Regions from separate parts of the Drosophila melanogaster genome. Here region 2 is linked to region 1. The links are chromatin contacts, called in public Hi-C maps. All regions are on one chromosome and are shown on one strand. The core of a region is the stretch at or near the end of the contact, and the rest is flanking DNA. Distances in the headings are between cores, read along the strand shown. Region 1 holds the start of Ppn (Papilin). Region 2 holds the start of lncRNA:CR46110 (long non-coding RNA:CR46110).

What was found. Hi-C and Micro-C count contacts between places; a contact is called where the count stands out from the background.
Region 2: a contact with region 1 is called in a Hi-C map of the S2 cell line, with 3 times the contacts expected there. A contact is called at or near these places in 3 of 107 Hi-C or Micro-C datasets (the S2 cell line and wing imaginal disc).

What each region holds. Positions count from the first base shown.
Region 1 is chr3R:28,536,395-28,542,926 of dm6, reverse strand. It overlaps Ppn (Papilin), which reads left to right and starts at 2,603. Exons shown (of 18, transcript NM_176575.3): 1 at 2,603-3,008. The coding sequence starts at 2,986. It overlaps mIF2 (mitochondrial translation initiation factor 2), which reads left to right. Exons shown (of 5, transcript NM_143364.3): 5 at 1-653. The coding sequence ends at 581.
Region 2 is chr3R:29,771,385-29,777,916 of dm6, reverse strand. It overlaps lncRNA:CR46110 (long non-coding RNA:CR46110), which reads left to right and starts at 2,866. Exons shown (of 1, transcript NR_133481.1): 1 at 2,866-3,593. The region is part of intron 1 of kay (kayak); the gene reads right to left.

The DNA of each region.
Region 1 (6,532 bases), core at 1,354-3,853:
TACTTGATGTGCTGGAGACCTATAACAGCAACGAGAGCTGCCGCCTGGATATCGTTCACTATGGCGTGGGAAATGTGACCGAGGGCGATCTCGAGCTGGCCAAGGCTTTCCATGCCATTATCTATGCCTTCGCAGTGGAGACTCCCCAGCTGAAGGCTGCCAAAGAAGTGAACATACGAAGCTACAACATCATCTACCGGCTAATCGACGATCTGAAGGAGCAACTCAGCAGTAAGTTGCCTCCAGTGGAAGTAGAGGAGGTTCTGGGCGAGGCCAATGTCCTGCAAAACTTCCTCATCAATGAGGGTCGCAAGGAAGTTCCCGTGGCGGGCTGTCGTTGCACGAAGGGAGTGCTGAAAAAGGCCCAAAAGTTCCGCCTCTTGCGTGATGGAGAGGTTGTCTACGATGGCCCCCTGGAGTCAATGCGACATCTGAAGAACGAAGTGGATACTATCAAGAAGGACGTGGAGTGCGGACTACGCTTCAGAGACACCAAGGTGCTGCCCCAGGCCGGCGATATACTGCAGTGCTACACCACCAAAATGGAGGCCCAGCAAACGGACTGGGATCCAGGTTTCTAGTTTGTACGCGCTGCCAAATCTGCCTTGTTATCGCCTTGTAATCTATAGTTCTCTATTATATACTGTTTATATAAAACAATCCACTATCCGACTTCCTGTTGATCCCACTGCTGCCGCTGTGGCCGTTGCTACCACCCTTCACCCACATACTTAGGCGTTTAGGATACCGATATAGAGTGGCAGCGGAACTGACCGATGATAAGGGAGACGTTCTAGCATCGAGAGCGACAGCGGGAGAAGCGCCCCTGTCCCATAGACGGAAGCTGTACTAAATGGGTCATCGCCATGCTAATTGGAGTTCACCCAAACCAAGGCGGTGTCCGTAGCCCCATATCGACTGGTGGAGATAGCAGGCTTCCGCCGCGGAGCCAATTAGAACTTGGTCCTATATTCATGAATGGATGCTTTTTATATCAAGTCCGCGCCTCTCAGCATATATATTTGCGAATTTCTATAATATCAAGCGCGTTCCCTGTATCGCCAGTCGCTGGTTCGCCTTGAAATGTGGATAATTTATTTCTGCGACTTATTAGCTAACTGGAGGCGACTTTCCCTGGCCGAGTGCTGATAAGGCGGTGGGTAAAAATAACTGTAACATCAGTCTTATATAATTATGCTCAAGGACTTTTATAACCGCACACACATTATTCGGTTTTTCGGCATAAAATTGTAAATCAGCGAGCACGAACTATTTTTGGCGGAAATATGAATTGCGGTTGAGATAATATCGTTGTATTTGAACCACTCATATTTGTAAGTAGAAGCTTCCTGCCAAGATCCAAAAAAAAAAAAGCTTGGAACTATCAAAATAATATTTTGATAGTGCGTGCGATGATGTACTTGTAAAACTCAAAATCCTTATCCCATTTGGCTGTTACCATGCTAAAGTTCTTAGTTTTTTTCAAAGCAATCCCGATAAATTGTCAACCAAATTTTGTTAAAAATTTGTTTTTTGTAGCATTTACATGAAAGTTTGATGATTTTTGAATTTCTATATAATTATAGTAGAGCTCTCACACATATCAACATTTCGGTTGAGATTTGAGTGCTGGATATAAACTATATATAGAACCCCGAGTTAAGCGGAATGCGGAAATTAGCGCTCAGGCTCCGAGTTTTTCTAGACTGGCGAATTTCATGAATGAACTTATCAAATTTCGTGAAATCGATGCTGCGAATAACTAATATGCTGCATCAATGACGCTCTTGCAATGCCAGACTGCAATTTATCCCACACCAGAACGGATGCCTAAATTTGTCTGTGAAATGGGCGAGCAAATCAGAGTAAACACATCGCACATGTGTTTGCCAGTAGCAATTAGAGAGAAATTGAGATGCATTCGGGGTTATGACGAGTCAGGATCACTGGCCAAAGGATGTCGACATGTGTTGGCAGGGGCGGCTCATTAGTACCGCCGCTTGATCTCGACAGGCACGGCAAGAGCAACGCGAGTGCTGCATGTGGTGGTGGAGGGCAGGGTCAGTAAATCACTTGCCAACTTCGGAACGTATCGTATCGCATCGTATCGCATCGCATCGCTCCTCACACACGTGCAATGCATAAAGATCAGCGAGAGTCGCCGGGGAACCAGTTGTTACAAAGACTGCAAAAAAAAAAAAAACGAACTCGAGTCGACTTTAGTCTCTAGTGGGGGCCGGTTGGCAAAGGATCACTAATGCAGCGCGCATAAACTAAGTAGATTTATATATACCCCAAGAAGCCATAGCGACAAGATTGGGTGGGTGCTGGGCCATGTAGGCTCATCAAGAGACCCCTTCAATTTGGGAGCGCGAGATTAGAAGGGGCGGAAGCCGTCCTTTGTGGCGCTATCGCTGCGGAACAGAAGCTATGACTATGGCTACAGCTATTGTATATAGCTTGGGTGCCACGATTATCGGGCTGCTGCTTCCGATCCGCTGCTCTGCTCTTACTCTGCTGCTTTTGCTTTGCTGCTTTTGCTTTTGCTCTGCTGCGGCTTTTGTGTGGCACAGAATTAGAGCGATCGCATGCGAGCGACTCGATCAGTTGCTGGCGTGCCGTCAAACCCTGCGGATGTGTGCCGAATCGAGGCGGATACTTCGACTTCGACTTCGACTCCGACTTTGACTCTTAGGATAGTGCGCGATCGTTCGACCTAATATATCCTGCGGCAATGAGCAGGCGCAAAGTGCCGAGTGGATTCTGATTTCAAGTGACAACTCTGTGCCAGATAATTAAAACTCAAGTGGTGCTCCACTCAAGTGCTAGCCACTCTGCGGGGACAAGGAACGACACAGAACGATACAAAATAAATAGATATATATATATATATATATATATATATATATATATATTCGAGTGGGTGAGAAACGCGAAAAGTGAGGCGACGCTTATTGTGCTGTCCTGCCAGCAAGGAGCCACAAAATGGATTTATCGAGGCGGTTGTGGTAAGCATCCGACAAACATGTATCCATATCCATTCAAACGCGACGGATGCGGCACTGCAATCCCTGAAATTGATTCCCTTTGTGTTGCTAGCAAATTACTGTGTCAATTGGAATTTTAATTCCGTTTGAACTACATGGGCAAACACTTGACACGGGTCTCTCCCTCGCCTGAGTTCTCATCCTGCCTTCCAGTTGTCCTTTCACATGTGCGAATGTTGATGTGGATGTAGCCGTGGATGTGGGCGTATCCTGGCTACGTGCTCGCTGTGCAACAGGCGGTGCTCCTGTTTCTGCTCCTGTTCCTCGATGTTGACACTGCGCGCGACTGCCATTATCCTGGCCAGCATTTTGTTTGCATGCCAAATTACATTGCCAACTTAATTGAAGTTTGTTAATGAAAATTGCAACATTTTTCAAAGCGTTTTCCCAACCCGCCCCTAATGTGCTTTAGTTTGTATTTGTGTGAGTCCTGATTGCCGTTTGTCCTTGGTCCTGCGTCCTGGCAAAAATGTTTCCATTAGCAATTAAGCTCTGGAAGTTGTATTAAAAATTATGGCCTTCATGGGGGAAATGCGTATCCTTTTCAAGGAATTCTAAATTAAATTAAAACAACTAAACAACATATAGTCCAGCTAATTTGGTCGGACAGGGCCGATTCCAATTCCAACCACAATCAATTTCGCTTTTAACATCTCAATTTCCGGCATCACGATCTTACTTCAAACAGCCAGATCGGTGGTTCTCCACCCACTGGCCCAGAAATTATGCCATTACCTCACCTGCAACTCATCGACAGGTCTTTCTGTTTCTTCACCGAAATGTGTGTGCGATTCGAACCCCTTCCCTGGAAAAAGAAACGAAGAAATCAAATCAAATTTTCAAATGGAAATGTAAATATTTATCCCAAAGAGTTGCGTTCGTAGGTGAAGTGCGTGTGCTTTGAAGTGCCCTCTTCCCTGCCCACAAAAAGGTAGGGAGAACAAGGTGAGATGCTCGGACAGGCCAGCATATACTTTCGGAGCAGCCCGGAGGTCGGTTCAAAGTTGACTCCATGGCAGCCATGAGTCCGGCGATCTCACGCACATGCTGGACATCCCTATCTTGGCCATAATCTCCACCCGAGGCGGTTCTTCGCTGACCACAAGCGTTGCGTGCGTTTTATTTTTGGCCAGAGTCATAAAGTCCGACACCGTCACATAAAAGCCCAGAAACTTGTTCCCCGGCCAACTGGCAGTTAGCGCATCCATTCGTCAAGTTCTTTAGAGTTTTTCGCGAAAACTGTGCGTTAGCCACTTGAAAGCAAAAAATCTCTATCTCTCTGTCAACGGCGGGAAAATGGGAAAAACTATAGATTTCGGAATGAAAATGTGGCCACCACATGACCCATGCTGGCCAGAGTTTGGGGACATGTGTGTGGCTAATCACAATTCACAGGAAATCATATCATAGTTTTTCCTGCCTCAATTTCCCAATGTTTTTTAGTTGAATTAATGGAAAAGTTCTTGAAAATACATTGCTTGAAAATCTTCTCGAGTAGGGTACCTGATCACTTGGCTAGCCCGAACGCAAAATCCAAGCCCCCAAACGGGTCAACATACCTAAGACCATCATTATGTCTGTAGTTTAATGGCACAAACTAAACGTTTTAACGCACTCGGTAAATCAGTAACCGAGTATCTTGTAGGTTGTATCTCGCCTGTGTGTGGCCATTAAGTGGCCAAAATATACATTACATTAAGCTAAAATCTGTGGCTCGTGACGTCTTTGAACTTGACTCTAGTTGACGCTGTTGGAGATTCTCTTGAAGAGTCTCTTCAGAAGAGACGAAAAATTCCAACATACCTATTCGTCTTTCTGTGGAAATTAGGATGCTCAGATCTTGTGTACTCAATGAAAATTCCCAATCTAAATTTAAGACTCTACCTATGCTGATATATAGTTTACCCAGCGTAGGCAATGTTTGTTATGTTTTAAGTATAATATTCCGCGGAAAACACTAAATTCCGATGGGCAGCAGGAAAATGGATGCAACAAGAAAAACACGTACCCAATCCAATTGCCCACACATAGTTGCTGGGCCGAATTGTTTATTGAGTGTGATCTGTGCGAGAGCCGCAACTATAAACAGTGAATTTCCAAAATATATGCTTTTGAAATGAAAAACGCAGAGCCAGTTGCCTTGAAACTCGGAATATCATCATGCACACACGAGTTTCGAGTCGAGAGTAAACACTCAAATTGCATAATTGATCCTTAATGGCTATAAATAAATCAGAAACCCAAATGTTGATCTAGCAAAGTGGCTGCTTCTCTGCCACGAAAGTGTGCAAAATCCACGCCCGGATATGGCATGTGGGTATGGATTTCTTCAGAATATCGAATGATGCGGCAAATGAGCTGCAAATTATGTTCAACAAATGCCCCCCTTGTTGTTGCACTTGCAACTTGCTGCAATCCTGTGGATCAGTTCATGCCTATTCCACGCCTCACTGGCCTCCCAAGTTCATGGCGGCGATGTTGCACGCTGCATTTGCCACATCTGCTCTGGATGGGGTATGGATGGGATGGACCCCCAATGGCATGGTTAATGGTTTCGCGACCGATCTGCACATCGCTTTCCCATGACTTAATGTCTTATGCTTAATTAAGCAAAGACTGCCGACTGGGTGGCGTTAAATTATTTCAACTCCTCCATCCGAATCAAGTGTGTGAGTGGCAAATAGCTTAAGAGCCATTGTTAATGTTTGCCCTGCCACAGACACACGCACACATGAGTGGAGTGTATGGACACACACAATCGGATCGATCGGATGAGGTCGTCGCTCCCTGGCAACGCGGAAGATAAAAAGGATGCCCCAAAATATGCCGCCGCAGAAATTGCACACTGGCAGAACAAGATACAAAATACTATATACAGACAGCAGAATAAAAACGGAGCAGCCAACCATGGCATGACTGCAAAAATATCCAAAAATTGTGCAGATCCAACCAGGAGGCAACCGGCAACCGGCAAACGATGCGTCACATGCAGTAAAATGTGCCTAAAAAGTTCTGTCTGTCTGAAGAACCAGAAAACCAGAAAAGTAGGGACAGCATCAGCATCAACAAGTGAAATATATTCGCCGCCAGGCAAAAGCCAAAAACCAAAAAAGAGCGCAAAAAAAGGGGGAATATATAAAAACCCATAAAAATGTTTTGGCGGACGACAGGCGACGATCGGTTTGCTGGGTGTTCTTGGGAAACGTGATGCGCATCTTGATGACAGCAAATGAAGCGAAATGCAGACCCGACTATCAGCCCTTTCTGAGGGTCAGGGACGCAGCCCTTTTACCACTTCCGATGGTCCGGCTGTTTAGCAAATACATCGGAGGAATCTGCAAGACGCAAGGAACCCACTGACAAGTACTGGAGCGATGAGCTAACCCGTAATTGCGCTATAAATCAATGTCTGCTCCACATTTTATACGTCAGGTAGTCAGGTAATCGTTCTGGCCAACATGATGGCATTTAAGCCAATTTGATTT
Region 2 (6,532 bases), core at 1,617-4,116, 1.2 Mb before region 1:
GAACACACAGGATCGTGTAAATCTTTCACTGGCGAGTGCACTTTCTGCCACACTCCACTCCATTCCAGATGTGCTCGAATTGCGGCGGGCAATCCGGCCAATTCCAATTCCGAATCCACACCCATTTCCCAATCCCATTTGGCGGCATGTGCCATTTCCGCCGGCATTTCGCCTGGAATTAGTTGTTTTGCCGACGTATAACTCAATTAGTCGAATAGTGGGTATTATTCTTTGGCACTTAGCATTAAGTAGCCACATTCTAATTGCGAGAGTTTAGTAAACTCACAAAAATATAAAAGGGAATAAATACATTTGCATAAAACAGCAGATTAATTAATAAATTTCTATTATACTGCTCATTTACGATAGATTGTGGTTTGTATTCACTATATCTATTTAAATTTCAGATGAAAGCGTGACTCTTGTGAATTTTTGCGGTGTCTATGTATGTAGGAGATAAGCCCTATCAGTGCCCCATCTAACCCCCACCCCCCTCTCAGCGGTCCTGATAAACGTATTTATTTCTCCCACTTTTGCTACCCATGACGGCCCCATTTTGATTCCGAGAAAATCGAAAGCTAGTGCGAAAACACGCAACTTCTGACATTTTCCTTTGGCTGCTTACATATTTTTTTTTTTTACCAGCTCGTTAGTTCGAAATGCTCGATTGGGTGATGACATAATGCTCTCGGTCTTATTTTCTAATGGTATGGAAAAGCGATCGCTTTCCTCTGGCCCCCAAACTTGTGACGTCATGGCGCGGAGTAACCGTGTTGACCAAATTTGGCTCTCAAATGAATCGCGGCCCGAAAACCGGCTTCTCAACTCTAAAGTTGTTTTCTTTTCAAAGGCCTCAACTTATGCTAAGTTCAAGCCATTGACGTCATGAGACGATTTCATTAGCGTAGCGCCAAAATGCACAAGCTAAACGCTCTTTGAAGTGCAGATAGCCATGTATGTACAAAGTATCTTTCATACCGATGATTTTAACTAATTGAAATAGCAAATCTAGCGAAAGAACACAGATCCAGAGATAAGCTAAGCCGTCTTAGTAAAGATCTGATAAAAAATGGCCAGCTCATCCTATAAATAATCTTGTTATAAAGTTTCTATTCTTACAGCTGGAGTTAGCTAGCATTCGTAAGCTATATTATTTTAAATAAAATTGTTATTATTTCGAAGAAGGAAAGCTAACACATAAAGTTGATAAGTAAAACCAATTGATCATTTCCCAGTTTTCACTGGGCACTAAGAGTTATATTTACCTTTTTTCTTATCAATTCTGGCAAGGTGCACATTGCACATTTCCCCCGAAACCCACAAATTAATCAAAGAAATCGCTTTTGGGTAACAAGTGCATTCTGCTATCTACACAATCTATTTATATGGATTTTAATCTATGAACGTGCGTGAAGCAACGCGGTTGAATTTTCGAAATCCCCGGAAATTTTCCTGGAACAATCGAAAGCCATAATAATAAAAGCAAATAAGATATAAGAAATGAGAAAACGAGTGCGAGGACAGCAAAGGCGAAATGTCGTAAAAGATTCGCCATAAAAAACGTAGGAACCGAAGACGAAATTACAACAAGACAAGAACAACAATAATTAATTGTTTATTTTGTTGTGTTTTGTTGTGATGTGTGTGCATTTATTTATTTATTTGCTGGCTAAGTGAGCACGCTGATGTCGATGGCAACAAAGGCGGCGGCCGAAGCATTGGCAATTTTATATTTATTTATTTTTAGTTGATGCGCACATTAAATTGGCAATTTCTGCTGGATATCCGATCGTGATTATAAAGCGCTAAAAAAAACGAATCTGCGGTTCTGTTCTGTACAGTTGGTGTCGCAACGAAAGGGCTTTTTTTTTAAATCAATACTAAAACGAATCAAATATAAATGTAGGCAATTATTATTGGCAGAAAGTGGTTGTGATCACCTAATAACACAATCTCTAGGATTAATCCTATCCTATACCTATAGTGATCTCATGTGATCTCCAGCTTGTGTTTTGCAATTAATTAAACCCTATTCTCTTGACCCCGAGTGTGCAAACATAAAAATCCGTAAAAAGGTTATCTCCGAGGAGAGTTCGCTGCTCGTTAGCCGATTTGCTCGTGACTTTTAATGCGTTTGCTTTTAATGCATGGAATATTTATGTAGCACGCTGCATGTTTTATGCAGCGCAATGCGAAAAAGGCAATTTGAGTTGTTCAAGTGCACAGCACCATATTCAGTATACATATAATCGCAAAATACAACCCCAAGCCCACCATCCCGATCGCCATATCCCCATCCTATCACCATACCCAACATTGCATCTCAAACATTTCGACGCGTGAGTCGCTTGACATTCTAAGTGGAATACCAGCGAGATTCGAGGGGGGATTCGAGGTATTCGGGGGGGGAAGAACGGGGGTGAGCCGCAGCATCTGAGTGCCACTTGACCTTGGCATTGGATTTAATTCTATGGCAAAATCAACTGCAGCATAATTTCGAATGTCAGCCGAATGGGAAATCGGGGTGGAAAGATATATATGTACATATATATATTTCGCTTGTCAAGTCTGGTATTAGCCGGGGGATTTGCGTGCCGAACAGAAGACAAGTCTATTTTCGCATTCAAGATTTCCCTTTGAATTCTAAAGGCAGCCGAAAGTGGCAGTCATTATTGCTAATAAAATAAAAAATATATATGTCCACCTAAGGATATAGACAGTTAGCATAGACATTTAAAAACATATCTTTGAAAATCAATAAGCTTCGTCAAAGTTAAATTTAAAATCACACCAAAATGCGGCAAATACAAATTTCAGATAGATATGCTATCCAGTATTTCATAGCTTGCCGCAGTCCCAAGTGGAATCCAATTAGAAACGGAAGCGAAAGCCTTGACCTCCGAGCGGTTTCTTGGCTTATTGGCCACAGTGCAGCAATATGAAATTGGCGATGCACGTGTTGCGAACGAGAATCAAGCAGCAATAAAGACCGCACCTACGCCACAAAAAAAGAAACAGATGCAGGGTGCAAATATCTGACAGATACAAGATACACAGGGGATGGCGATGGATGGTGAGGGGAATGTCCGAAAACCAAACGAAATAGAAACAGAGAGATAGTGGAACAATAGAAAAACAAATGCAAAGAGGGCAACCTTGGCTGCGACTACGAATCAAGTGCAACGAGGGAATGCACAATAAGCCACTCACTCGCACTCGTCGCGCTCTCCCACTCACGTCTGCCTCTCTCGCATGCGATAAAAGTATCTGTGTGAGCTGCTCGCGCTCTCTGGCTCTCTCTCTCTCTCTCTCTCTCTGCCATTTAACTGCCTTGTGCGCGTGAGAGAGCGGCACAGTGACAGCGCGAAACAACAACAAAAGTGTAAATTGAAATTCCAAAGATGTCGACAAAGTAAATACGAAATAAAAACCAAAACGAGACAGCGGCAACAATAACAATGGAAAGCTACAACAAAATGCGCACCACACAATTCGGCGAATAATCATAATAAAAAAAAAGGCAGACGAGTATACAAGGCAACAACAAAAAACAAAAAGTTCAATATATTTTTTAAACAAGTTTCCAGACCCGTATGTGTGCCGTTTTCTATATGTTTTCGCCTCACAGACAAAGTCAGCCTTAGCATTCAGACGCTTTCTGTGAGATATGTTGAGATTCATATCCAAAACCGGGGGGAGTACGGAATTATTGCGTTCTATGCAGTACCAGTTTGTACCGCCCGACCGTACCTATCCTCTTCTATCCCACTTCCTCTTTATTAATCCGAGTGAATAGCAATAAAACCAGATGGCAACGAAGCGCGAATACCCTTTCAGTGTGCGAATTCATAAGTGAATAATCATCTTATTTTCTAGATTCAACTATCTGCAAGGGAATTTCAAGGCAACCATTCGCTATTGGTAGCACAATAATTTTGGGCTTATTGGTCAAGTTTCTTTAGATTCTTTTAGCATATGACCGAGCTACCAAGGTGCATGTGACCTATAAGAAAGTAACAGTTGTAAAGTCAACCCGTTCTCCGACTGATAATACTCCCGCGTATGTAGGGTACACAAATAGAGTATCGCACTTACGATAAGATTGCGCGTCGGTGTTGCTATTTTCGTTGTCGCCGTCGATATCGCAGCGCTTAGATCGGCGGGCAGAAAGTCCAGCTCCTCCTCATCCACCGCCTGGTTCTCCTGGTCCTCTGGGTCATCCTGCACCATCTTGACCCTGTCCTCTTCCGCCGGATCTGGATCCTCGGGCTTTCTGATGGCGGGCTTTTTCGTTGTGCGCTCCACTTTGACTTTCATTGTTGCTGCTCTCCAGTTGGCGATTATAAACAAAACTTACATGTGCAGCTGGCACTCACACACACAATCAAACACCAGCACACGAGCACACACACACACACTCTCTTTTCGCCTTTTTGGCCTTTTCCAGTCAATTCTGTAGATTAAAGTCGGGCGAACCACGCCCCGCTCCACACACCGTTGTTTATCGAACTTTGAACGACTTTAGGTTGAATATTTCGTAATTATCCACGGATTTCTACCGCTCTGCGGGAAAAAAGCGTTGCTGTATTGCAGATATCACACAGTTTTTTGACGGTTTGTTGGGAATGTTCTGGCTTTGCACTTGTGAAAGTGTTAAACAATCAAGTGTAACAACAACAAGTTGGCTGGATTTCCTTTGGGGGGCGGGGAATCTTTGTCTCGCTCCAACCAACGTGGCTCGCGGCGCGCGCGAGCGGGAGAGCACTAGTGGGCGTGGGGCGTAGGGGCGGGGGAGGTTGGGTGGCACTGATGGACTGCGGCCGATTAACGGGGGTGAGAGAGAGAGACAGAGAGAGTGGCGCGAGCGAGAACGAGAGTGAGAGGGAGACGGCCGCGTGGCTTTCCGCTGCCGTTTGCTGCAGTCGCGTTTCAATAAGTTGCCTTAACAAAAAGCGAAAAATAACTGAACAACTGGCAACTGGCGACGGCAAAGACCGACCGCTCGCTCCATTCCGCTGCCTCTGCCTCTGTCTCTCCCGCTATCCACTCCTCTCTCTTTCCCACTGCAGCGAACAGACGGGTGACGTCTTGGCCATTGCCTCGCATACACACGCACACACACGCTCGCGAGCTGCGAGCGGCCCACACAGATACACGCACACAAGCGGCAAGCCTGGAAATTCAAGTTGCGTAGATGCCAGGGATGCAGAAGATATTGAAATAATCGGAACCAGTTGCCAGAGATATTTAAAGTCTTACTCTTTATAACTAGAATAGTATCATTGATAAGTTGTTGAAAGGTATGGATTAAAAGATTTTCAATATTTTGCCCACTTTTATCTAATAATACTAATTGATTATATGTTATTGTCTTAATTTAAGCTTTTATCCAATCTTTTATTTTATTACATTTTTTTGTTATTCCTTAGATATGTTAACTTCCTGCTTCATTGAATTCATTTCACATGCAACTCCCTTGACTTAATTTCGTTTTAATAATGCCAATTTGCACCTTGACTTTTTAAGTAATTCCACACTTCCGTTAGCCGTCACGGAATTTCACACATCCCAAAATATCTCCTTGACCAGCGCAAAAGCAATGAAAAACAATCGGTAGTCCGAAAAGTCCATAAAACCGCACAAAACCACATGGAAAATCCCAGCTGAGCGATTTTCGTATGCTCCGCATGATTCTCGCGGCCCTGGCGAATGTGGGTGTGAAGCGGAGACCACACAATAACTGTCAGAATGATGCGGCAAAAGGGGGAGAGCCAATGAGAGAGCGCGAGAGAGGCAACAATCTCACAGATACAGATACAAATTGGCTGTCGTGCGGTTATCGCATGCGATTTTTAATTCCGATAGATAGTGGCTCGATTTCGAGTGCGATTCACTTTCCACTCAACTCAATGTGTATGCACTCAAAGTGGCAATTTGGCGCGCAGCTCGTTTGTTGACATTTTCCACTTGAAGATACGTTTTTGTTTTGGTTTCTCCATTCTCTCTCGATACATATCTCCCCTCCTCCCTCCCCAACCAAAAAGCAAACACTCAAGAGAGCGGGCACATGTTGGATTTTGTTGCTTTTGAATCCGATTTGTGTGTTATGTATGCCAAAGTGGCGCGGCACGCATCGCCACTCTGAAATGGATGACGGCGATGACTCATCGGGGTTTTTACCCACGGATACATGGGCATAAATACCAACACAGCGGCATCTGGAGAAACTGAGAAACTGTTGTGGGCCGCCCGCAATCGCAATCCACTGATATTCAGAGACTTTCAGGGGCTGAGATACGCGGACAGCTTACCTGTGTTTATTTCCCTTCCATTTTCGATTCCAACGCCAATTGGCGCCCAATGCAAGTGCCATAGGTCGAAAAAAACAAGCATCTAAAGTTACAAAAATCCGGAGAAATCGGTGCTTCAATATTATCATATTCTTTTTAGATATTCTTTTTGATGTTTCAAAATATGGTGAAATTAAAAAACTGTTGCTTCTTTTGTGGTTGTTATGATTATATTTCAAGCT